Regions from separate parts of the Mus musculus genome. Here regions 1, 2 and 3 are each linked to region 4. Evidence: chromatin contacts called from public Hi-C and capture Hi-C data. All regions are on one chromosome and are shown on one strand. Each heading gives the region's core, a stretch centred on a gene start, on an enhancer-like site or on the middle of the called end of the contact. The rest is flanking DNA. Distances are from core to core; before and after follow the strand shown.

Evidence for each region. Hi-C and Micro-C count contacts between places; a contact is called where the count stands out from the background. Capture Hi-C pulls out chosen DNA fragments and counts their contacts.
Region 1: a contact with region 4 is called in a Hi-C map of rod photoreceptor, with 2.6 times the contacts expected there. The contact joins the enhancer-like site here to the promoter of Ago2 in region 4. A contact is called at or near these places in 2 of 39 promoter capture datasets (hippocampal neurons and stem cell-derived epiblast-like cells), 1 of 484 Hi-C or Micro-C datasets (rod photoreceptor) and 3 of 115 datasets of contacts at active chromatin or transcription factors (the NIH/3T3 cell line, embryonic hindbrain and large pre-B cells).
Region 2: a Hi-C map of the N1E-115 cell line shows a contact between it and region 4, with 14 times the contacts expected there. The contact joins the enhancer-like site here to the promoter of Ago2 in region 4. A contact is called at or near these places in 9 of 39 promoter capture datasets (the 3T3-L1 cell line, 3T3-L1-derived adipocytes, the C10 cell line and 5 more), 2 of 15 datasets of contacts at CTCF or cohesin (large pre-B cells and stem cell-derived epiblast-like cells), 3 of 484 Hi-C or Micro-C datasets (the N1E-115 cell line, cerebellar granule neurons and cerebellum) and 7 of 115 datasets of contacts at active chromatin or transcription factors (T-cell acute lymphoblastic leukemia, astrocytes, embryonic hindbrain and 4 more).
Region 3: a contact with region 4 is called in a capture Hi-C map of embryonic stem cells, with 4 times the contacts expected there. The contact joins the promoter of Col22a1 here to the promoter of Ago2 in region 4. A contact is called at or near these places in 3 of 39 promoter capture datasets (embryonic stem cells, hippocampal neurons and stem cell-derived epiblast-like cells), 1 of 15 datasets of contacts at CTCF or cohesin (large pre-B cells), 1 of 484 Hi-C or Micro-C datasets (cerebellar granule neurons), 6 of 115 datasets of contacts at active chromatin or transcription factors (T-cell acute lymphoblastic leukemia, astrocytes, embryonic forebrain and 3 more) and 1 of 9 other capture datasets (embryonic stem cells).

The regions. Positions count from the first base shown.
Region 1 is chr15:72,133,052-72,135,751 of GRCm38.p6, reverse strand. It overlaps a transcript of Col22a1 not described here. Among named protein-coding and RNA genes, the nearest start is that of Col22a1, 100 kb to the right of the region's middle. Within about 2 kb of position 1,346, at least 2 of the 459 cell types and tissues checked have an H3K27ac peak or open chromatin away from gene starts, as enhancers often do. A contact at or near this core is called in rod photoreceptor, where this site is marked.
Region 2 is chr15:72,049,518-72,052,217 of GRCm38.p6, reverse strand. It overlaps a transcript of Col22a1 not described here. Among named protein-coding and RNA genes, the nearest start is that of Col22a1, 17 kb to the right of the region's middle. Within about 2 kb of position 1,382, at least 10 of the 459 cell types and tissues checked have an H3K27ac peak or open chromatin away from gene starts, as enhancers often do. A contact at or near this core is called in the N1E-115 cell line, where this site is marked.
Region 3 is chr15:72,032,836-72,035,535 of GRCm38.p6, reverse strand. It overlaps Col22a1 (collagen, type XXII, alpha 1), which reads left to right and starts at 1,309. Exons shown (of 64, transcript NM_027174.1): 1 at 1,309-1,703.
Region 4 is chr15:73,183,535-73,186,234 of GRCm38.p6, reverse strand. Ago2 (argonaute RISC catalytic subunit 2) reads left to right here and starts at 1,288. Exons shown (of 19, transcript NM_153178.4): 1 at 1,288-1,474. The coding sequence starts at 1,453.

The sequences.
Region 1 (2,700 bases), core at 97-2,596, 1.1 Mb after region 4:
GTAGCCCATAGGCAGTTGTATCTCAGGCAATTTGCCCTTTTCAGTGGTCCATTTAAATTGGGAGATTTTATTCTTCTAATTTGAGGAAGTCCTGAGGTCTTTGCGTGAATTACAAATGAAGAGAAGTGACATAGAGAATTGCTTTTGAGCATATGTCATTGTGTATTAATTCCTGAAGACCATCAACATGTAAGAGATGGAGTCCATGGAGTTCCTTGTTAGCATGGAATTGTGTTAATGCTGCCTTCTTTGTCCTAAGCTAGCTCTCTGTCCACTATGCTGTCACCTTTCTCCTTCCACTTCTGATGCTCCTGCCCAGAACAGGGACCAGCAGTGCTTCGCTTTGCTAATCAGAGGAAACTGTAGGAAATCCTGAGGCTACCATCCAGATTAGATTCAATGTATTTACTGACAGCTGCAGGAAATGATCTCATGGTGGGAACTGAAGAACAATAAGAGAATGGTAGACTCACAATTGCCCCATAAAAGTCACTCAAATCCCCTTCCAGGAATGATTGTCAATTAATAGGGCAGTAAAGATGAGAATGGAAACATAAGATGCTTCTGAGACTGAACTAGGGAAAAAATAGCTGGGCTCATCTGGTAGAGAGGGACACATTTTCCATCTCTGGTTTTCTAGTCATTATATTATGTCACACAAATTTAATAATCTGAAAGTCAACCTTTACCATCTATTTAGGGAGCCACCAGGAAAGTATGGCTTTGCATTATTGGAAGATTGTGCTTAATCAGAACTTGGTTATTGAAAGAAAGCAGACATGACATGTGTTCCTTTGCTGGTGTTTAAAATGTAGCATCACAATGTATAAATATCTTGAGTCTCTCTTTCCTCATGTGTTACCTCTATCACATTTATGCCACCACATAGTGGGTTCATTTTTTCCTCGCACCAAGGTGTAATATGAATACATCAATGACCTTTAAACTCTTAATATCTAATTTTTGAACTTGAGTCCACATTCAGATAGAAGGAATGATTGGTATTAGAATGAACTAAAATTTAAGCAAGATTTATTAAATTTAAGAAGATGTAGTTCCCACATTTTCTGTCTCCAAAACACCTTCCTATCTGCTGTCCACACATACAAAAACTATCCTATGTTGTCTAGGATAAAGTGTCAATCCAAAATGAAGCCGTGCAAGAAGCAATGGTTTTATTAAACCAGAGTCCCTGTGCTCCCAGGACTCTGTGCTGAGGTTCTACTAGGGACAATATTGCTCTTTGTGCTTTCATAAAATGTTATTTGAGGTCATCCTCGAGTGGTACTTTCCATCATTCTCAGACACGATAAGCTGATTAAGATGAGGTGACTCACCCCGGCAATGGATGGCCGAGGTGGTAGGAGGCTAAGCTGAAACTACGCATCCGATTCAAGCTCCTCATTTTCTGAGCAGTGAAACCCAGACTGAAGAAAGGAAATGAACTTTCCCAAGTCTCGTCTACAAGTGGGGATGGTGCAAACTCTGGGCTTGCACATCAGAACATTTTCCTTTTGATGTTAAACAACTGAAGTATATGAAAAGAAAGAAGGAAGCTTTGATGTTGCCTCACCCCTTGTTTTGCTGTGTGTTAGGGAGCATTAAGGGCAGGTAGGAACACTCAGACAACCAGGTAAAATCCCCTTTAAATAATCAGTAATGCCAACTGTTAACTCTAATGTTTGGTTAAAGTATAAAAGTGTGCATTCTTTCTAGCATAATTGACCTCCTGGTTCAAAATATCCATTTTTTTTTACTTGTTCAAATAAATTTCAGATTGAAAAAAAGAAGGTATATTTAAGAACACGACATTGTCTCCTCCTCATATACCCTCAGCCTTAGGAAGATTCTCGACTAGATAAAATTTCTATTAATTATTGTGTATTCTTTTGCATGCTGATTGATTGTACTTACAGACTCATACAATGTTGGTGTTTAAAGGAGTATGGATGCTTCTAGTAGTTACCTGTTTAGTTGCTGAAACAGAACACCTGTCAAAAACACCTCAAGGCAGGAAGAGTTATTTTGGCTTACATTTCCAAAGTAATTGCCCACCATTGGTGGGAAGAGAATAGCAGCAGGAGGCAGCTAGGCACATCGCATGCCCAGTGAAGAGCTTAGCAAAGAGTGGAGAATGCATGTGCCCAGATAGTTTTCTTCTAGGTATCTAGCCCATGGAATGATACCTACTACATTTAGTATGGTTTATTTCACACCCATTAACCTAATCTTGATAATACCTCACTGACATGCCCAAAGGTTTGGTTCCATGGTGATTATAAATCCTATCAAGTTGAAAATCAACATTAACCATCACACCCACTTCTTGTATTTAAATAGGTACCCCAGAGTGAGATGTAGCTGCATCCACCTCTTGTCTTTCCAAAGGCTAATGGTATATCCTTGCGGGAGGAAGTACATCACTATGGGTTGAGCTTTGGAATTAATGGCCTGCACCACTTTCATGTTGCTCCTTAACTTCCTGTTTGCATTTGAAGATATGATCTCTCAGCTTCCTTCTCCTACTTCCATCCATGTTGGGTACTGTTCTTCCACCATAGGATAAACTCGTATCCCTCTGGAACTATAGGTCAAATCAACTCTTCCTTCTTAAGTTGTCGTGACCATGGTGTTTTATCACATTACTAGAAAAGTAACTAACACAGATGTGAACAATTTCTCATCCTCTTGGATCCTGTT
Region 2 (2,700 bases), core at 133-2,632, 1.1 Mb after region 4:
CATGCAGAGCTACTGGGTACATCAGAAGGCCATGCCACAGTAGCACTGTGAGTCACTACACTGGGAGGATTGACCTTAGCATCCTTTTCACCTACAGCAGGCATCATGGAGACAAGATTGTGCACATACCATAGGGGAGATATAAGACTACTGACAAACAGAAAATAGAAGCTCAGGTGGGAGGTGACCCCAATCTAAGCAACAGAAAGGGTATGCCTGGCATGGGATTCAGGACTTTGGGCTCTTCTTGGCCTTCAATGCATCCTCTACCTGGTCCTTGTGTCACTTCCTGGGAACCACTGCAGAATGTGATAAATGGAACAAGATTGCCTTGTAGGCCCCGATTCCTTCTTCTACCTTTCTGCATCTCAGGTCTCTGTTCTCTCAGCTCCAGAGATGAAGAATCCAGAGACATTCTCTCTTCTCATGCCTGCATAGCTCATACAAGAGACTCCAGAGGCAGATGCACTGAAGAAGGTTCAAATATGGTAGAAGGGCAGGCAAGTGGCCCTGGTACCTGGCAGGCCAAGATCAGAAAACAAGTGAAGATTTTCCTTCTGTCCAGCAGAGGGAGCCCAAGGACTCCCTGATGGCATGTGAAGGTCAGGGTGATCAAAACATTCTCAGCCTCATTGGGCCTGTGTGTGTTTGTGTGTGTGTGTGTGTGTGTGTGTGTGTGTGCGCGCTAGAAACTTTGAAGAAGCGAATGTTCAAGTCCCACAGGCCATCAGACTGAAGTATCATCTGCTTAGGGAAGGCCGGTCTGTTGCTTCATTCAGACTTCGACTGGATGAGTCAGCTTGTTTGAGAGAGAGAGAACAGTGTGTGTTTCTCAACATCAATGGGCTTAAATGATGATGCCCTTTGAAAGCTCCTCAGAGAAGTTTCCAGAATAATATTTGACCACACATCTCTGAGCCCAGCAGAATGGACTATAGAATTAATTATCCAAAGTCAGAAGTGCAACCAAACCTTTCCTCTCTGGTATACCCCATGCAAATGTCCCTTAGATGTCTGTATTAAAGTAGCCTATTGCTGAGACCCTGAGGGGTCCATGAAGGGAAGAAATTCATTGGCTGGTTTAGCTGTTGTGTAAGCTTCATAAACCCCTGGTGGGCATAGCCTGAAAGTGGCCATACACGGATCATTAAGCTGGTATCATGTCGAGTGAGCTGTGGTTGGGTGGTGGTTACAGCTGGCGGTTATGCCTGGGAATGGCTCCCTCTGGTCTGTAAAGGGGCAGGCAGATGCAGGCATACAGAGTAATTAGGGCCGTAATAAGCAAGGCAGGGTGGTGGAAATGTGCAGAAAGCAAATGCTGGCAACTCCTAGGGGCAGCCATTCACCAACTGCCTCGTATTTGGAAATGTGTCCATTGTGAGAAGCACTTTGCTGTATGTGTGAACAAGATTGAGAGAGTCCACTGACTGTGGCTCATGCAGACCCGGGACACATCCTGAGCCTGAATACTACTCCCAGAGACCCAGACCTCCAAAGGGCAACTGGAGGGGGTGAGACAAAAGGGGCTTCTAGAAAAGGCCCTGGGTGAGAGGACACCGGATCTTAAAGTGTTTAACCTCCCTTCCTCTGCTATTTGGAACTGTCCCTTCCCCTCTTTCCCCCAGCCGCCCCCCACCCCCACCCCCCGGGGAAATCACTGCTTTGCAGACACCACAGGCATGATCACACAGTAGAAGAAATCTGAGATCACAACCCTGGAAGAGGTCACAGCTCTAGTCAGGAACCATTACTCCTACTGGCACCAGGGGGCGCTCTCCCACCAGGAATCATCCCGACAGAGCCATACATATGCAGCCCTGGTCTGGACGGGACTCTAGAAAAGATCTTTCACCCCTCTCTGTACTGGTCTGGCCCTTTGTGGCAATCCATGGAATGTGACCCCTCTTAGGGCTTGGGCTGGTCTGAGATTGACATCTATCTATAGGAAACCAGAGAAGGCTACCTTAGTCACTGCTGTGAAGAGACACCATGACCAATGACCAAGGTAACTCTTATAAAAAAGAAAGAATTCAATTAGGGGCTTCCTTATAAAAGTTAGTACATTATTGTCATGGCAGAAAGCACACAGACAAATGTAGAACTGGAGAAATAGTTGAGAGTTCTACATCCTAATCTTCAGGCAGCAGGAAGAGAAAGGTGCTGGGCCTGGCATGGGCTTTTAAAATCTCAAAGCACACCCACTTCCCTAGTGACATACTTCCTCCAACAAAATGATACTTACTCCAACAGGGCCACACTTCCTAATCCATATAACCCTTTCAAAGAGCTTCACACCTTGGTGATTACACATTTAAGTATATGAGTTTACAGGGGGTCATTCTTATTTAAACCATCACAGTAGCCTAGTGGGCCCTCAGATAAGAGCAATATACCTCCAGTTGTTAGATCCTCCAAGTCTCTGTACTGGGGTACCTGGCTTTCTCTTGACTGTTCCATCACTCAACATGGGCCCTCTCCTCCTAGTATCATGGTGGTAGAGCACTTTGCTTCAAATGGAAACATTCTGTCATGGAATGAAGTTCATTAAGCCTAGAAAGTTCTGAAGGGAGGCTCATTAAAACCCAGACATCAAACAACCCACAAGCCTCAGGATGTTCCTGAAACCAGATTTGCAAAGTCCCTTCCTCCCCAGGGTTGTAAAGCAGGAAGAACAACTGAAGAGGAGAGATCTGTTGAGCT
Region 3 (2,700 bases), core at 60-2,559, 1.2 Mb after region 4:
TTTATCAAGAGAGATACCAGACTGGAAAAGCCATTTGGGAAACCCCATTATGGCTGCCAAGTCCGTTTTCGGTGGACTTTTGCGCTGGCTGTCCCAGCTGCCCAACAGACTTTCCTAGTTTGTCTACCCTTCACTACCATATCTAAAGCAGGACAAGCCCCAACACATCTCTGACCTGGTTATCATTGTCCCTTTCCACCTGGATGGGAGACACAGTGGCTTATGTCATTCTCATCCCCCCCCTCCCCCATCCCCCAGGTTGTGAGTAAGCCTACAGAGTTAGTCACCTTGTCAACTCTGTCCCAGACTCTGGTCCACTTAGCCAGCACCTAACACTGCCACAGGGGTAGATGAAACATACAGCAGAAAAAGGAAAGGGTGTGGAGCGCTGTTGTGAGTCCCTTGGTCACAGAGGAGCCTGGTTGTGTCTGTTTATAAATGTTGCTACACAGGCAGCCAAATAAAGACAGTCTGCAGCTTAGGAGACTGATTGAGTGTAGGGTGGGAGGGACTTTGCCAATTAAGCAATGTTCTCATCTTGCCCATTTCAAAATACCCTGCCTGGCCCATTTTTAGGAACAGTGCTCAGAAAGAAAAAGTCGAAGGGCATTCATCCGGGGCCAGCACCTGCTCCTGCTCTTCCCTTGGTGACCTCAGCAATCCTACCTGGACTCCCTCCCTGCCTTGATGGAGACACTGGACTGGTGGATGATCAAAGCTCTTTCTCTCCTCCGAGATGGACAACAGAGTCATAGCCCTTGGTTATCCCAAGGCTCCAGTGAGAGTTTCCTAAAGAGGGCTGGCTACCCGTGCAAAGAGTCCCTGGCACTGCTAAGTGTATTTATGTTTCTGTTTCAGCAAGAAGTGTGAGGACTGGACAAGGGGCACTGTGCACACACGCCCCCTCCCCCAACCCTGTGCTACAAACTTTCCAAACTGGTCCCAAACAGCTGCCTCTAAACTCGGTGGGTTATTTCAGAGCTCTCTGTAAAGGGACCAAAATATCTAGTGTGAAGTCCTTAACTGGATAGTTGTTCAAGCTTTCCTGGGCTTCTCAAGGCCTCTCTGACTCTAGCACATCAAAACCTTTATTTGCACAGCCGCCTGCCTCCTCCCCTTCTCTGTCGTGGCCCTGACCTCCTTCAGAGTGTATCCTCTAGGGTCACGGATCTCCATCAGCCTAGGCCCCGCCCTCTAGACACCCAAAGGGACTAAGGCTGAGCCCTCCCCCTCTAGCCCCGCCCCAGCCCGTGTTCACGACCCCGCCCACTCCCGGCTCCTCCCCTGTGCCGGGAGCTCTTAGCCGGGGAAACCCAGAGACCGGCCAGTGAGCCCCTGGGGAGGCCTAGGGCAGCTTTGTTCCTGGACAGCACAGGCTGGAGAGGGCTGTGGCTTCTCCCTGAGGACCCGCTTGGCCCTTTTCTGCTTTGCCCTCTCTCACACACTTGCCATTCTTCTCTGTAACTTTCAGCTTTTCCCTCCAACTGCTGCCTTGAAAGCTAGCTCTGTTTCTGGACCCATGGTCTAGGGGAAGACTCCCACATTTTAGGACTTCTTTCAGTGGCAGGCAGGGTGTCTGTATGCTACAGGGGAATCCCAGAAGGGGACTGCCTGAGACTGGGATCTTCCCTGAACCCTGCTTCCAGTAGTTCTGATCCCAGGACACAAGCCCAGGCTGGATCCCTTGAACATCATCCTAGCAGGTAAGGCCCAGTTTTCTCAGCTGCCTGTGTTGGAGGGTCAGAGGTTCCAGTGAGGAACGAGGGAGCATGAGAGCTAGCTATAGTGCTCCTGGCATCCCTGGCCAGCTTCCTGTTGAAGACCTTTGGGGAGCCTCTGATATGAAGGAAAACAAACTTTTCTTTAGCCTCAGGGGAAATGAAATCTCTAGTATGTACCTGATTGCTTCTTAGGAGCTGTCCAAGAAGGCAGAGAGCACTGTGACACAGTAGCCATCATCAGAGCCCACTGGAGTTGGTTTTTAGAGCTGTTTGGGATGTGCCAGCCTCTGGTGGGGTGAAAAGGACCATGGGGGAATGGAGGTAGGAAGAAGAGCCTCTTTTTGATTTGGTATTGATGGGCAAGGGGCTTTGCCTTCTTGCTCTGAATTTAGGTTTTTTTTTTTTTTGTTGTTCCTATTTGAGCATGCTGTTGTCCATCCCTGAGACCAGAGAGGTACCTTAGTCTGTTTGCTTCTGAATATCATGCTCTATAGCAGACCAGGGTTTCATGTCTCCTTCAATGAAGTTTAACTTGGATTGGTTTGTGTGTAGACAGACTCGGCGGTAACAGGCAGACGTGCTTCTCTGGCATGTGGGATGTCCCCAGACATCACTATCACCATCCTTCAGACACTTTGCTCTGTGTTGGCACTTCTTTGTCTACATGGGTCATTCTGGCTCCTCTTACTGACATGCGTCTGGGGAAAGGCTAGAAAACCAAAGATCCCTTTTGGATTAGTCCACCTTACCCTAGGAAGTTCTTCTGCAGGGTTCTGATCTGTTAGAGACAGAAGCTACTTGGAGGTTAGTGATCAGCTATGTGTGGGCTCAGCTCTGACTTATACTCTTTCTTTTATACAGTTTCCTTATGGTGGATGCCCTCAGCTAAGGGTTGTACCCAGAGGGCTTCCATTTCTTAACGTGCCAAGAGAAGGTACTAGGAGTGATTGATTCCTTAACAAGGGAAGTGGCCAGGCAT
Region 4 (2,700 bases), core at 39-2,538:
CTAACACCGCCTCCCGCCGAACACCACCTCCCCCCCCCCCCCACCTCACCGCATCCCCATTAGTTCTGTGTTACCCTGACTGGTTCTGAGCCAAGATGACTCCTGAGTTCAGCAAATCCTGTCTCCATCCCTAAAGTACCAAAGTATTGGTACCGCAAGGGCTAGGTATGATTGATTACCCATTTGTGTCAATCACTTGGGAGAGGGGTGGGGGCAAGTCTTTCTTCTATGTATCCTAGACTAGATTTACGGTTGCCATCCGCCTCCCTCGACTTCTGGCTAGCTGGAATGGCAGCCCTGCAATGCTGTGTCTAGTTTCCTCCTCCTCCTCCTTTATTGGAAGGAGAGCTGCTTTTCTTGTTCCTGGGACTATCTTTGAGCACTACACAGAATATGGAGCCTACCCCGATCCTGGGGTCCCTGCAGTAGGACCCTGTTTGTCTTTGGCCTGGGTTCTCAGTATGGGCTTTGAAGACATTGCAAAGCCTGCAGGGCGAGGCAGGAGCTGACACACCCGCCTCTTCTATAGAAAGGTTCCAGAGGCAGCTGGACAGGACTAGGAGCACACGCCAGCAACAAGTGAAGAAGGGACATACGTGCACAGAGCATGCTGGTCTAGCAGGCCTCAGAGCAGAACTTGGGGGCTCGGAGGCCAGAAAGCGGGAAGCCCCGACCAGATCTGCTCCCTGACAGCTGATAAAATTTAATCCTGAACTTGCTGGGCTTCCTTGGTGCTTTGCTAGGATTATCTAGGTTGTGGAGTCGCGCCGGGAGGTGGCGGTGTGGTCACGCGCACGGGTCTGGCCGCGTCCAAGTTCAAGCTCTGGGTGGGGAGCTAGCTTCCCGTCGCCGTTTCGTTAATAACTTAAAGAGCCAGGCCGAGGTGCAGGGGCGGGTGCGTGGCGGGACGCGGCCGAGGCTCTGCCACTCGGCGCGGGAGGACTCCGACTCTGGTCGCAGTGCCGGGCTGGCCGCGCCCGGAAACCAGACGTCGCCTCGCTCGGCCGCAGGGAAGGTCTCGGCTCGCGTGCCCTGGGTCGCTTCTGGGGTCCCTCATTCAGGGCAAGCACGCGGGGGGCCGCCACAGCGAGTCCCCCCCCCCCCATCCCGCCGGCGCGCGCCGCCTCCAGCCTCCTCCCCTGCCCCCCTCTCTCCCTGCCACCTTCCCTCCTCCCCGCCTCCTCCCTCCCCGCTGTCCCCTCCTTCCCTCCCTCCCCGCCGTCCCCTCCCTCGTCGTCCCTCTCGCCCCTCCTCCTCCCCTCCCTCCTCCCGCTCCCCTCCCCCTCCGCTCCCGCCGCCTCCGCCCGCCGCCCCGGCCGCGTCGGGTAAACCTGTTCTGCGAGGCGGCCGCGCCGGGGCGGATCGAGCGGCCGGCGGCTCCTCGCGGCTCGCGGCGTCGGGGCCCGTGGAGCGCGCGGCCGGCCCTCGGCCGCGGCCCTCGGCAACGCCACCATGTACTCGGGAGCCGGCCCCGGTGAGTCCGCGCGGCGCCCGGCACTCGTGCCGCGGCGGTTGGCGGTTGGCGGGCGGGGCAGGCGAGGGCGGCGGGGCCTGTGGGGCCGCGGCGTAGCCTCGGGGCGGCCGGGCAGGGCCTCGGGGCCGGGAGGCCCAGTGCACCCGAGCAGCGCCACCGGGACGTGTGCGGGGGCCCAGGCTCGGCCTGCAACGGGTCTCCGTCCTCCCGCAGCGCTCCTCCCGCCGTTCCCGAGCGCATAGCTGTGGGGCCCAGCACGGCGGGCCTGGGGCGGGGAGCTGGACGGGTCGGGAACCGAACCACGGGGCCCCGGGACCGCGATCGGTCGCTTGGACGCAGTTTCACGCCGGGCAGCCGCCCTCCCCATTCAAGTGCTAATCGCCCTGCGATTTCCTAGCGGAGCGGGTGGCCGCCGTGGCACCCCTTTCCCACCAGCGTGCCCGTTTCTCTGGAAAAGTTCCAGAAAACTTAAAAACACGGACGCATTTCCCCACCCCGCTCCTGGAGCCGAGCGGAGGGCGGTTTACTCGCGGGGTTGAGAAAACAAGTGTTGGGGAGGCTTTTTCGCCTTCTCCCGCCAGGCACGTGGCTCCATTTCCCGGCTGCCCCGCCGCTTGCTCGGGCTCAGCCTGCACCCCTTTGTCCGCCAGGCTGTACTTGGCGCCCGCGGGCCCTCCCTGCTGCCCACCTGACCTAGTGGTTCGGCCCTGGGGCCTCCCCAGACTTCTTCACTGTGGGGTCTGGAAGCCTCCCAGATCCTCCCGGGTTCCCTATGGTGCCTGCTCCGGAGCCTAGTGCGCCTCCGCTCCTGATGTCACAGGGCTCCTCGAATGCCCACTGACCAACTTGTAAATGCGTTAAAAGGCTTCCCAACGATTTGAAGACCCTTTTAACCTTGCGCTTGGGAGGTGCCCGGGTCCTAGGGACAGATGTTGGGGCCTGGAGGTCCCTGCGAAATGGCCAGCGGCAGCCTCCTGCCAGATTGGGAACCCCCCCCCCACCCCCACCCCCCAGCTCAGCGCTGTGGAGGAACCCAGCAAATCTTAGCTCCAAATTTGTACGTTTTCCCAATGTGTCAATTTCTAGTGACTTCCTCGGGGACGAGGCCAGGCTTTCGTCAATTTCGCGTGTTGATTGATCCCTTCAGCTTGCCACAGTGGGTCTTTCTTGAAGACGCTGGACAGTGGAGGCTCAGAGAGGTTTAACATCCGGGAGCCAGCAAGCAT